2 separate regions of the Anas platyrhynchos genome follow, and region 1 is linked to region 2. A link is a contact called in public Hi-C data. All regions are on one chromosome and are shown on one strand. The core of a region is the stretch at or near the end of the contact, and the rest is flanking DNA. Distances in the headings are between cores, read along the strand shown. Region 1 holds the start of CCDC146 (coiled-coil domain containing 146). Region 2 overlaps GSAP (gamma-secretase activating protein).

The links. Hi-C and Micro-C count contacts between places; a contact is called where the count stands out from the background.
Region 1: a contact with region 2 is called in a Hi-C map of F1 follicle, with 4 times the contacts expected there. The contact joins the promoter of CCDC146 here to the enhancer-like site in region 2. A contact is called at or near these places in 7 of 8 Hi-C or Micro-C datasets (F1 follicle, F5 follicle, liver and 3 more).

Annotation. Positions count from the first base shown.
Region 1 is chr1:13,067,216-13,073,814 of IASCAAS_PekinDuck_T2T, forward strand. It overlaps CCDC146 (coiled-coil domain containing 146), which reads right to left and starts at 4,167. Exons shown (of 19, transcript XM_072030220.1): 1 at 3,672-4,167. The coding sequence starts at 3,912. FAM185A (family with sequence similarity 185 member A) reads left to right here and starts at 4,486. Exons shown (of 7, transcript XM_027459614.3): 1 at 4,486-4,867. The coding sequence starts at 4,528.
Region 2 is chr1:12,978,480-12,984,790 of IASCAAS_PekinDuck_T2T, forward strand. GSAP (gamma-secretase activating protein) reads left to right here. Exons shown (of 31, transcript XM_072030397.1): 20 at 1,287-1,412; 21 at 1,823-1,878; 22 at 2,300-2,331; 23 at 2,789-2,850; 24 at 4,688-4,783. Among named protein-coding and RNA genes, the nearest start is that of GSAP, 32 kb to the left of the region's middle. Within about 2 kb of position 2,897, at least 2 of the 8 cell types and tissues checked have an H3K27ac peak or open chromatin away from gene starts, as enhancers often do. A contact at or near this core is called in F1 follicle and subcutaneous adipose tissue, where this site is marked.

The DNA of each region.
Region 1 (6,599 bases), core at 2,917-5,416, 90 kb after region 2:
AAATGAATTAGAAAAAGATTCTAGTTCAGAAAAGTGTCAGTAAGATTTTGATATTAGTTACCCAGTCTTACCCTTCAAGCCCAACCAGAATGTGATTTTTTAATTTTAAGCACAATGAAAAAAATACATAAAGCACACTATTTTTCTCTAAGCCATTGTTACAGGAATAAAGATATGATTTCATTGTTAGAGTAACATCAAATTGTTTATGTTGTTATTGCTGGAGACAAAACCTGTTGTACGATGAAGAGAATATGTTATATTAATGCCTTTTAAACTGTTTTATGAAAACTTGTATATATGAATGTATATTCAAGTTCATTTATACTTCCAATCTGATAATTTCTGAGACTCTGAGGTCTGTGAAATGAATTAAAACAATGAGCAGTTATTTGTACAACTAGGCTAACTCCAGTGGACATACAGATGCAGCTTATTACTAATATTGGATGTAGGTTCACAGATGGATTTATAGATGTACATTATACATTGACATGTGTGCTACTTTCCTTCATTATGAAAATTTAATTTCTTAAGCTATTCCCTCACTCATTCTTTGCTGCCACACAAAACTGATATTTCATTTAAACCAGGTTAGTTAAATTGGTATAGACTGGCATGTAAATGTTCCAACCTACCAAAGGCTATTTTTGTTTAATACAAGAACACAAGTCTAAGGTTTAGACAAGTTTAGATGAACAGGTGCAAAGTGAAACTAGGTTGAACTGAGGCCATAGACATGGATCCCCTTCCACAGCCAGCTGCTGGATGTTGTGCACCTTTCCCTTCTTTTGCAGGGGGGTTCCTTCCTTCTCTCTCACCACTGATCTTGAGAGGAATGGCCATAGGATTCGTTTCTCAGGTAAAATCAGCTAAGGAAGCCTGAATATTTTCAAATCAATGATATGAGCCTAATTGGCTAATTTTGCTAGAAGTCAGCCACATTCCCATCTGTCCTGCTCAGAGAGGCAGAGGCAGCACCCAGAGCAGGAGACAATGAACAGAACAGACGAGCTACTGGGCATGACACAGGGTATCTATCCACATTTTTATGCTGTTTCCTTTTGCACATAGACCTTAACAAATAAACGTGACTCTGAAAGCAAAACAGCTGACTGAGTGCTTTACACTGAATGAGTAAGAAAAAAGGTACACAATTCAGCTGGAACATCCAAACATTGAAACCTGGAAAGACCCAAAGCCAACACTGGGTGCCTGGGGGCAGGCAGAAGAATCCTTCAGTCACAGAATAGTGATGCTTCCCCAAACTCATCCACTCTCCCCTTAAACTCATGCAAAACGTTCAGTATCTACAAAATCTAAGGGAATGGAGTCTCTCACCTCACCCCTGCGTGACGTGAATAATCAGTTCTTTCTGCTTGCTTTGAATCACCTGGTTCTTTTACTGCATGAGTCACTGAACAATCTCAACCTTTCTGTGCCACTAGGCGTTTTCTAGCACTGTCTCTTCATTTGGTAACCCTTTCTGTAGGCTGAAGAATCCAACCTACCTGCTGTTACCGATATGAAAGCCCTTCCCTGCCTCCTACTGTCCCTGTGATCTTTTCCATTTTTTCCATATCTTCTTCAAAGAGAAGGAAAGAGACAAGATCTGCAGATGTTATTGGTAACAATAACATCTGTGTACCGTGGGTTTATTCAATAGCCAATTGATGTTCTTTTTATCCCCTAAGATCTTATTTCTTAATGCTTGTTTCCTGAAGTTGAAGTTTACAGTCTGGTAAATAGCAGGACCTCTGCTTTAACTGGGCAGAGCTAGTGCTTCAGCATGAAGGGCTGAGCCCTTAAAACACAAAGCTATGTCAACATTAAGTGATAGCTGAAATTAAAACTACATAGTATACAATAGGGTATTATACCTGTGTAATTCAGAGTGATTAGACTGTACAGTTCCATAGACAACTATTTTGGGGAAATGGCAGCACCCTGCGTACCTAAATTGCTTAACGATTTCTGTTGTGAATACCCTTGTTTCTGTTTGTTTTCAACTCCCTGCTGTTTGAGATGGAATCACCCTGAGCCCCCCACAGACGTTAGCTGCTGGAGTTAGATATGGCTAAGATAAGGAGGACTTGAATGGTGAGGTTTGTCACTTCCCTTTTCACTTGGTTTCCATGCGGAACTTACTTTCCTCAGAAAATATCTGGTAGTGTGACAAACAAAAAAACAACCCTGAAATCCAAACCCCTGTGTGTTCCAGAGACAGCCTCTCTTTGCCACCCCTGAGCAGAAACTGTTACCATCACTACACACCCACTAGATTACAGAGGAAAACAAACAAAAAAGCTTTGCCTACCCACCAAGCCCAACAGATGACTTATTAAGAAATAAGAAACTTCAGGGAAGGAGTTCAGAAAGATGCTGAGAAATCTAAATTGCCAGCTATGACAAATGGATTAAAAAAAAAAAGTCATAAAAACATTTCACAGTAGAATTGCATAGGAATTTTTAATAAACTTTAAAACAAAACAAAACAACTATATCCTGACACTAAAATTCTTAAGCTTTATGTGAAGGAACACTGATAAGCAGCTAGCCCTGTGTGTGGTAAACTTTGCTCAAACACTTTCTGTTAACTTGATCTGTTAACTTCATTTTTTTTTTTTTTTTGAGTGTTCCTTTGGGGACCTAGGAGTTGGACTCGATGGTCCTTTTGGATCCCTTCCAACTTGGATATTCTATGATTCTATGATTAACATGAAGTGTTCTTGCAGGTAGGAAACTCAGAACAAGCATAACATCAGCAAGAATACCCCTACAGGGTATAATCAACTGGAAATCAATCAAGAGCATGAAAATAAAACTGAATCAACATTATAGCCAAAATATAGACGGCATAAGTAAAACTTTAAAAACCTTAAGTTTAGTTTATATGAAGAAAGAACTCTTCCTAGCAGTTCCTCTTTTTCAGGGTGTTTTATTTTTTTTCAGTATTTATAAATACATTTTGAAGGACGTTTAGGTACCTAGCATGTATCTAATGCAGAGAAGGAGGAAAAAAAAAAAAAAAAAAAAAAGGAAGGCAGAACAAAACTGCGCTGCACTTAGCCAGGGTTTTGAACTCTTCTGGTCCCCGCGGCAGCGAAGGGGACTCGCGGGGCCGGCTGCCACCCGGCGGCAGCGCCTTGTCAGCGCCTTGTAGAGCCTTGCAAAGCCTTGTAGTGCCTTGCAGTTTTGTAGAGCCTTGTAGTGTATTGTAGAGCCTTGCAAAGCCTTGTAGTGTATTGCAGAGCTTTGCAGAGCCTTGTAGTGCCTGGCAGAGCTTTGCAGAGCCTTGTAGCACCTTGCACTGCTGGCTCACTGCTGCTGCCTCAGCAGCTTGTGCAGCGAACAGGTAGATTCAGTATTCGGGCTCAACAGCAAAAAATCCTTAATATATATATATATATATATATATTTATGTATGTATATGTGTATTTCAAAAATCAACTATTTCTAAAGACCTGGAAAAATTCACGTCTATCCCTCGTCTCATCCCAAGGTATTTCATGGTTCATTTTTCACTCTCCAGAATCCCATTCCTCCGCACTGAGCCAGCGTACAGCAGACAGGCCCTTTTTGGGTTTCATTTGATGATTCTTGAGGCTGAGCAATGCAAAGCAAAGCAGTGAGTGAAGCGGAGAGCTCTGCCGGTCAGCACGAGGCCTTACCGAGCCTTCCACTGAGGAAATGACCGCCGGACAAGGAGCGCCAGGGCCGCCTTCCTCCCCTTGGGCTCACAAATACGCAACCTGTGAGATAGAGACAGAGACAGACGTGAGGGCAACGGGACAGAAGGAGCTGGGTGAGCACATGCCCTATTGGGTGGCTTGTAGGGTTATTTGGGGGGAAAAACACCCCCCACACACAAAATGGCCCCATGGGGTGTAAAAGGGAGGGCCCAACAGACATCCCCGGGTTTCATTAGCTGTTGTGGTGTGGCAGCCTCTTTCTGTGCCCCCCCTCAGTGCTCGGGGGCACGGCCCAGCCCTGACCCCACAGAACTCCCCAGACCTCCCTTTATTTAAAAAAAACCCTGTACAACAGCACCGCGGGCTGGGGGGAGCACAGAAAGCTTTTAGCTGAACCCAGGGGCTCCCCCCTCATCTACAAGCCGCAGAGAACCGTTGTTTTTAAGGTGATTTATTTATGGAGGGCTCGACAAATGTGGTGCCCCCCCCCCCCAACCCCTGAGGCGGCCGCAGCCCCCCCCACCCCCCCCCCGCCTCACCTGCGCTCCCCGCCCCGCCCCTCCCGCCGCGTCCCCGTCCCCATGGCAACGCGAGCCCGCCTCCCCCCCTCCCCTCCCTTCCCATTGGCTCCAGCGCCGCCCAATAGCGACCGAAGGCGAGCCCTCCCCTCCCGCCCCTTTCCCCCCCCGCCGCCCAATGGGAACACCCGGGTAGTTCCGGCGAACTACGACTCCCAGGAGCCTCCGCGATGGAGGCTCTCTTGGCATCACGTGACCTTGGCGGGGAAGGGACAGTGGAGGAGGAGGAGGGGGAGGAGGAAGGGGGGGGCTCCGCCATGAGGGCGCTGCGGGCGGGCTGCCGCTGGTGGCCCCGCGCCTGGAGCAGCTCCTCCGCCGCTCCCGGCGGCTCCCGCAAGCCCTTGAAGGAATGGGAGCTGGCGGTCGGCCCGCGGGGGAGGCTGCGGGTGCGGCTGCCCTGCGAGGTGAGCGTGCGGCCGCTGGAGCCGCGGAGGAGCCCCGGCTCCGAGCGCCGGCTGCTGGTCACCGTCCGCGGCGACAGGCGGGACCCGGAGCGCGTCCGGGTGCGCTACGACGAGGAGCTGCAGCTCGCCGCCATCGCCGCCGACGGAGTGGGCAGCGGGGCCGCCGTGGAGGTCCGGGCGCCGGCTCAGTTCGGTGGGTGCTGGGTGCCCCTGCGGGGTATTTGGGGAGCCTGAGGGTGGGGGTGGCTGCGTGGCCCTTCTCGGGGTTAAAATAACCTGGAAGGAGCCGTAGCATAAGAGATGAAATGCCAAGGGCAGCTCTTCTTCCTAGTGCGAGGCGCACATCATCGCTTTGCCACAAGGGGAAAGGCTGGGCAAGGCTTCTCGTACAGACAAACCACTTCTGGGAGCCACCACAGCCGCTGGTACCAACAAACACCAACCTACAAACCCTTCCTGAGGGCCACCATCACCGCTGGTAACAGCAGACATCCCAACCGAAGTGCTGATGGTGGCCATAAGTTTAGGGATGGCAAAGGGTGAGCTTGCTGGGATAATTCCCCTTGGTGAGCTTAGGGAGCTGTTGAGCCTGGGTTTTGGTGGTTGATGTTGTACCCCCCATCCTGCTGCTTTATTTCTTCTGATGCTCTGCTGCAGCTGTGCTATGAGATGTGGTGAATAATCCCATCCAATTTACACTTAATGTGTGTCATCTGTGAGGTTCTTGGACCACCGCGTTATGTTTTCTCGGTTACTGCTTTTCCTAACTGCTACAGTAAAGGCATTCTGAGCCTTTCATCTTTTTACTTATATCTGGTTTGTCTCATTTAGGACAGCCATACTGATTCATGCTATGAATCCAACTAGCTTGCTCTCCTGTCTCCAGCAGCAGGCATAAATGGATGCTCAGGGAAGGAAGAGTAAGAACAGGACAAACAGCCAAGCGTGCTGTCAGCTGTTTTCAGCTTGGGCATCTTCTGGGCCTGGTATAGCTCAGATACTCAGTGGATTTCTCTTCCAAATGCTTGCCCATTTACACGTGTGAACAGCGCCATGGTAAAAGCTTGCTGGCAAACTCCATGCCTTTTGGCAAAGAATGCCCTGAGGTGTACTGTCCATTGAACTGCTATTTTCTTGCACAAGTGTGCAGTGTTCCAAGATCTTCTGCAATTTGACAGTTTTAATAATTCTGAATAATTTAACTGGTGAAAAGTTTTCAACCTTGCTATTCGTACTGATTTCTGAGTTCCCAAAGTGTTGGAGATGATGCATAATTTATAGTTAAAAGTCAGAAAGCAATCCAGGACTTTGTCAAAGACTTCTGAAAGTCCAAGTTTGTTTGGGAGCAGATCAAATGTTATCAGTGTATTCGTTGCCTCTTTCACCAAACAGTAGTAGTGTCATGAGGCAGGAGTGTTCCTTCTTGTAGATTCAAGTCTTCCCTAAGAGTTATCTATCTGCTACGTTCTTATTTTCTTGGCTTTTTCTGGTTGGTTTTCTTTTTCCTGCTTGGCACGTACAAAGATGACATTGGCCTCTCTGTAGCTTACTAATAGATTTCATCCCAGGATTACAAACAGTCAAAACAAAACCTATCATTCCATTCATAACCCTTCACTTCTCTGACAGCACTTGTCTGTTTATTGTAGTCCTTTAACAGCAATTTTATACTTTGTTTTCTAAAGGGTATTTGAGTGACTATTTTGCTACTTCATACTTGTTACTCTTTTTTTGCGGGATGCTGGAAGAGAGTTCATTGTGTTTAGGCCTGGAAAATCTCAGCCTTCATAAAGAGCTTGAATGTGGAGAACCTCCCTCAAGGCCTTAGTAATGAATTCTAATAGAAATAATTCATTTAGCCTTTGTCATGTTTTGAGGTTATATTCTTATTATACATTGAACATCAACTAACTCAGCAGACAGTC
Region 2 (6,311 bases), core at 1,647-4,146:
CGTACTGCAGTGCTAGCTTGTAGATCTTGGTGGTTGGCTCCAGCAGGGTGAACATATGGTGCCATATGCACTCCTACTTTCCAGCTGCTTATGTAACACGAAGCAAAAAGTACATTTTCTGCTGCATCTACAACAATAAAACACTAATCAGCACTGGTGGCAAGAGGGAAGTGGCTAGCAGAATTGAGTCTCTGCGTTTTATTTTCCTTGGCAAATTGTAGTTTATAGTAGGAAGTGGTTTTTAAGGGCTTCTGAGGTTTTCTTGTTATTGTCATTGTAGAAAAGTGGGGAAGAGGGCAAAATCCAGCACAGTATAGCAAGCCAGAGGAACATTGTGAACTGTGCAATTCCAAAAACTTTCTGCCTTCAAATGTCACTGCTGTGATGTCTGTATTAGGAAGGTAGATGTATATACCAGGGGCAAGAACTGTTAGTGCCATCACTTGTTTTTCAAAATCTGCCAAAAAGAAGTGCCTTCGTCTCACCTCTTCCTCAGCAAAGATCACATTGCTCTCACTTTATAAATAGAGGCCTCAAATCTTTATACCCTGTCCAAGAGCTAGCTCAGGAAACCAGTGTGTTTGAGTTGTTTTTTTTTTCTTTCCTCCTGCCTGTTCACAGTTGAGTTTAAATTAATTTCAGCATTAGAGTCAAAGGCTTTGGAATTGCTATGGAGACGTATGGATCTTGTTTCTTTTCTGGGGATGAGGTGCTGTTACTTGAGGCTGGCAAATGAGTGTTTGCAATGGAAGTATTTAAGCAGATTGAAAGTAGTGGAAGCCTCCAGATGCCAGGGTCGTGGTGTTGTTTTTCTGTTTGGAACTAACGGAAACCCAGGGTGGGATTTATTTGGCCAAAGGTGAGCTCTCACATCTGAATTAGCTGCCTAAGGCTCCTCTTAAAGGATCCTCGTACAGTCAAGTGGAACTCTAGATAGTATAGCCAGTGTAGTTTGAGGTGTAGTTCTTCCCAGCAGAAGCAGTTCAGGTTATGACCTGGAAGTCCCTGCATCTTTGCAGTGGCTTCGTAGGATTCTAAGGTGGCTAAGTATCTGCATTACAGGCACCAAATCTTGAGTTCAAGTTTAGGTAAGTGCTACCCCTGCCATCAAATTAAGGAAATAAAATTATTGGAAAAAAATAGTGGAGCTGATTTTTTTTTTTAACCTTTTTCACTTTGTTTACTATGAAGCTACATTTGTCACAGTTCTCTCAAATTCTTTAATGAGATAGGTATTTCTATAATGATGCAGCCTGTTTTCATGTTTTCCCTGCAATGCTTTGCAGTTCCAGAACTCTAAAGGCTTCTGGGAGAAACTCAACTCAAACTTGGAGAGTGTGAAGTATGCAGAGCCACACTTGCACTACCACAGTAATGTGCTCAGGAGGGAATGGCAAAACCTTTCAGAAGAGGTAAATGCATGTGCCCTGAAAGAGTCTCCAGAGCTGCCACTGAAGTGGATGTTTTAAAGCCAAACGTGGAAGGGTTAGGTTTTTTGTTACTGGGAAAAGAAGTGGGAATCAGATTATGAGAAGGGCAAAGATTTGCAATTATTTATTTATGAGGTGATTGCCTGTAAGTCTTATTCTTGACAAATAATGCTAGAAACTAAATAAAAACAGAGTTTGCATGTACCTGTATTGTCACATAGGATAGATGTTTGTGTCTGCAGGCGTGGGGAGTTGGGAGGTGGTTTGAAGCCTCACTGAGCATTATTTCAATCCAAAGTGAAAGCCAATTTCATTTCTCATATGTTTTATCTGGAAACATTATTGGCATTCTGCTTTATTCATTTTGGGATTTTTATTTCTTTATAAAGCAGAAAGAAGAGAGAAGAACCACAACATATTTGAGAAATATTTTTGAAAATGCCAAAAAGTAGGTACCATTTTCTATTACATTTACCCTTTGTTACTTTGTTCAAGTATGTTGAAGGATTTAAATGATTTAAAGGATTGTTTAAATAACCAATCAGGTAAATAATTGGATATTTTGCTCTAAAGAAGAGTATCTGTCTGAAAATCAATTATGGCAATCCTTGTAATCACTACAGCATGATATGAAATATCCAGGCCTGTAGAGCCAGGTAATTTATGGTAAACAGAAGTTTTTCTTGTGCAAACCAGATGTACAGTTCTCTTTATGCTAATACCTTTACTAAATATAGTCACACGTACATTTTTTGGATTTCTTTAGCTGCCTTTGAAAGAGCAAAGGGTTGTTTCGTCTTTTTAATATCCTTACGAAACCCTTTAGAGTAATGGTTGCAAAACCAGTTGATTTTTGTTTCAAACCACAGGGTGCTTTCTCATCTGGACACTTGGGATTCTGGTAAGTGAAACTTTTGTTGATGTAGGCCTCAGCTGTACGGTTAGTTAGAACATTTCAATCTGGCTGTCGATGGCTTAAAAATAAATTGCTCTGTGTGTTTCCAGCATTGAAGAGCTTGAGACATTAAGATGAGTTGTTAAACTAGAGGAAACCTTGGTAGTAGTAATTATGATTGGTGAAAATCAGCGTGGAGAATGCAGACGTAATTAATTTCCCTATGTCAGGAACACTTGAGATTTTAATTGTTTAAGTGCAAGGATGGCAGGTAAAGAGTTATTTTCCATTCCTCAGTTCTCTTGTACACAGTCCTTGATTCTGTCACTCAGTTCTGTAGGCAAGTAGATAGAACCACAGCCTCTGTTCATGTTTGTTTCTCAGTGCTTTTGAAGTTGGTTGAAGTTTTGTGATGTTTTTATAGTTTCACATCCCTGAATGACTCTTGTTCTGTTCATTCCAGAGGAAAGGCTAGTACCTCTCTTTCAAGAAGAAGATTACCAGCAGCAGTTACTAATGGGACTGGTACGTGCTTTTGTTACAGTGTGCACTAGAGGACGCCCAACCTCAACAAATGTAAAGAGTAAAATCCTCAGGCTGAGGGGAAACTCATTCAGAGTAGCTGTGGGACACATTTAGTATTTCCTAAGTTCTGGAATTCATGGTCATGATGTCACGATATCATCTTAATAGGTCATGATATCATAAAGCTTAGGGGAAAAACAGCAATGGAAAGTTGATTTGTCAAAGAGATTTTCCCCAGTACAAATTTTCTTTAGCTAGAAGTTTATTCAGTCCTCCTTGAACTTCATCTTAATCTGTCAGCTATTTTGGGGCTACTTTACATCCTTAAAATACATTTGAGTGAATTTCCCACCTGCACTTTCCCTCAAAAGAATGACAGATTTTCTTGCTTCTCAATTTAACATTTTTTTTACTGTCTCCTTTTCCTTCTACCTGTCGTGATTTAACGAAGTAGGCAGCTAAGCACAACACAGCCACTTGCTCATTTTCTCCTTTATCAATTTCTGCAACTTGTCCTACAGGACTATGTGCAGCAGCCTGGAGTATCCTTTTGGCCAAGAGGCTTTAACTGTGCTTGGCTTGATTGCAGTGCATGTTTTGCATTGATGGATAACCTGTGCAGTAGTGTCAAGTGGTCAAGTCCACCCCGATCAGAGCTCATCTTTCTATATACAAGTTAACCCTCTCCTAGCCAAAGCTGTGACACTACCTTCCTGCTAGGACAGCTGTGGCCATTCTGAGGCCGCTTCTTCTTTTGCTTTTTTCTCTCCTGAGGATCTCTCCTAAGAATCTACCATCTTTATGCTTCTGGATAGTAAGTCCTGTCTTAATTCCCTACTTGTTCTTCATCTACCTAAATCCATATCTTCTCTTATCTCTCATTCTCTTGCTGTCAGATCCAAATAATACTCTTCAGCTTGCATTGGAAGGTCTCAGCACTGCATCTGTGAGGAGTGTATCAACACTGTCCTGTCTGTTCAAATCTAAGGCAAGTTCTCACTCTTTGCAGTTGTGCTGTCTTGTTTCTAAGTGCTGCATCATGTCCTCTGAAATTTCTCTACACTTTTTTTCCCTGAGATTCTTCAGACAGATCCAGAAAAGTAGATCATCATTGTCTTTTGTCTGTGCTTTCCTACCACTGTATTTCTGCCATGTCTTTTAAGTGGAAATTAATCAATTTATAAACTACTAAAACCAGAGATTTTATTTGCTTTGGCTTTTCTGTGAGCTTTGCTTCTTCTTGGCAAAGGTACCAGGGTGGGCCAAGTAACAAACAAGCTACAAGAGGTCACAGAATATTTCAGAAAGGAGAGAGTGTAGGTAGTGGTATGGCCTGTATGATAACAAGCACCTGATTTTAAAAACATCACAATGAATATTTACCTGAAATTGCCATTACTCAGATTCTCAGGTTCTTGGCTACTAGCACAAATTGGACTTGTGCTAACTTTCTGTATTATAAAATCCTTTGGGTTTATTTGATGTAATAACTACTTGTGTTCTCAAAAATCGGCGTTAAAATCCTTCCTTCACCTGCAGTCTCACTTGGTTTGACCCAGAGAGATTTAAGACCTGTAAGATTTTTCTATTCAACGTTGTTGACAGTATAATGTAGCACTCATTTGGCTGAATTTATGCCAAGTAACTATTTTGAATATTCAGATCTGCTGTTGACTTCGCCAAGATTGTGTGGTAGTTTGGGGTCTCAATCTGAACCGAAATTTTGTAGTGGGGAGAAAGTTGTACTAAAGCCTGTTGATCAAGCCTGCATCTTGTGGGGCTTTTGCATCCTTTTCAGAGACCACAAGCACACTGAACTGTTGGCTTCTTTTTCTAGATGGTTGCTCAGCTAAAGGATCACCTCATGAGACATCTACAGTATGTAGGAAAAAAGAAGATTGACCAAATAGTTCTGGATTATGTTGCAAACCTGGTTAGTTCCATTTCATAGTCACTGTTGTGAGCAAGCGTGTATTACTGGGGATGAAGGGAGGGCTGGGTATGTGCTGCATGTACCTTGTGTATTTTTGGTGGGAGAAGTTCTTGTTTAAGCTGTTGAATCATATTTTTCTGCTTAATGTCCATATTGATAAAGTGAATAATACTTATATAATATTAAAGAGAGTTGTACTGGGCACTCAGAATAGTGAAGAAACAGTTTCGTTTACAGCTTGTAGAAATAGATTTAAAATCTGGACTCATCCTGAAAGTTGAAAGCACTGCCTTTGGTTCCTGTGGAATACGTTGCTGCGTGCTTTGAATAATGCAAGTGCCATCGGGGGCGTAGGAACAAAGAAAAAAAATTTAAGTCCAATATGGCATGAGAGAAAATCACTGCTCATACATGTTGACTGTAGGCTTTTTGTGAGTATAACAGAAGACGGATTTCTGCCTGAATCCGTATGACGTACAGTGAATTCTTTCCGATCTCTTAATTTTCTGTCTTTGATCTTAAACATAAAAAAGACTGTTGACAAAAACAGGTGTAATAGTTTCTATCAGTCTCGACATTAAATCCTTTAAATGCAGAATCCATAAGAGCTCACATAGCAGCTAGTAAGTCATGTTCTTTATCTTATCACCAGATTCAGTAGAACTTGATCCATGCAGCTCTTGGGTTCCAAAAACTCCCCGTAGTGCTATTTCCTAGGTTCAGAAATCTCAGGAAGCTTTCCTGAGGCTACCAGTGCCTGCATCTTTTCTCAAGTCTCTTGCAAATCAGTTGTGCTGTTGATGTTAAAGTGTTCTGTGAGCCACTGCAACTTCTGCTGGGCTTCCTGACTTCATATTCAGGCCTCCTTCTATAGCTTGACAGCTTGTTTCACTGTTAATCACCAGACTGTTTCTGTATCTATATAGGAAGAGAAGAAAAACTAGTGGCTGACTTAAGTAGAAACAGCACAGAGTGAACCAAAGCTTCATAGCTGCTAACAGTACTGATAGAAGCAGAACTGGAGTGTTTGTTTTGCTTTCATATGTTTCCTAGTTATCATTTGTTCGTTCCCAATGTAAACTAAGATTAGAAAAAAAAAACTACTAGGACACCTCCGCAGCCTTGATCTGCAAGACAAAATTATTGTAGACTGAATCTTGCAGTCAAAACAAATCTCAGCCCTTCCCACCCCACCATGAGTAAAACTTCAGGATTAATACAGTTTTTTCTTTTAAACTTCACTAAAAGCAAGAATTCTCTCAACTCCATTTACAGATTTATTCTTGGAAAAGCTGCTATAAACAAAGATCGTATGTCTCTAAAAATTACTTCAGCTTTTGGCTGGCACATGTTGCTAGGTGCTGTTTGGAAATCTTTAGAAACCAGTTTATTGTTAGACTTGGGTTTCCCCTCATCACAGTTAGAAACTCTCACATCCTAAACTGTTCTGTATCCCAAATGTTTGGAAGTTCTTCAGAGAAATTGTTTAGATTCTTCCAACAGTTTTCTGTAGCATCAGCAATGTGTG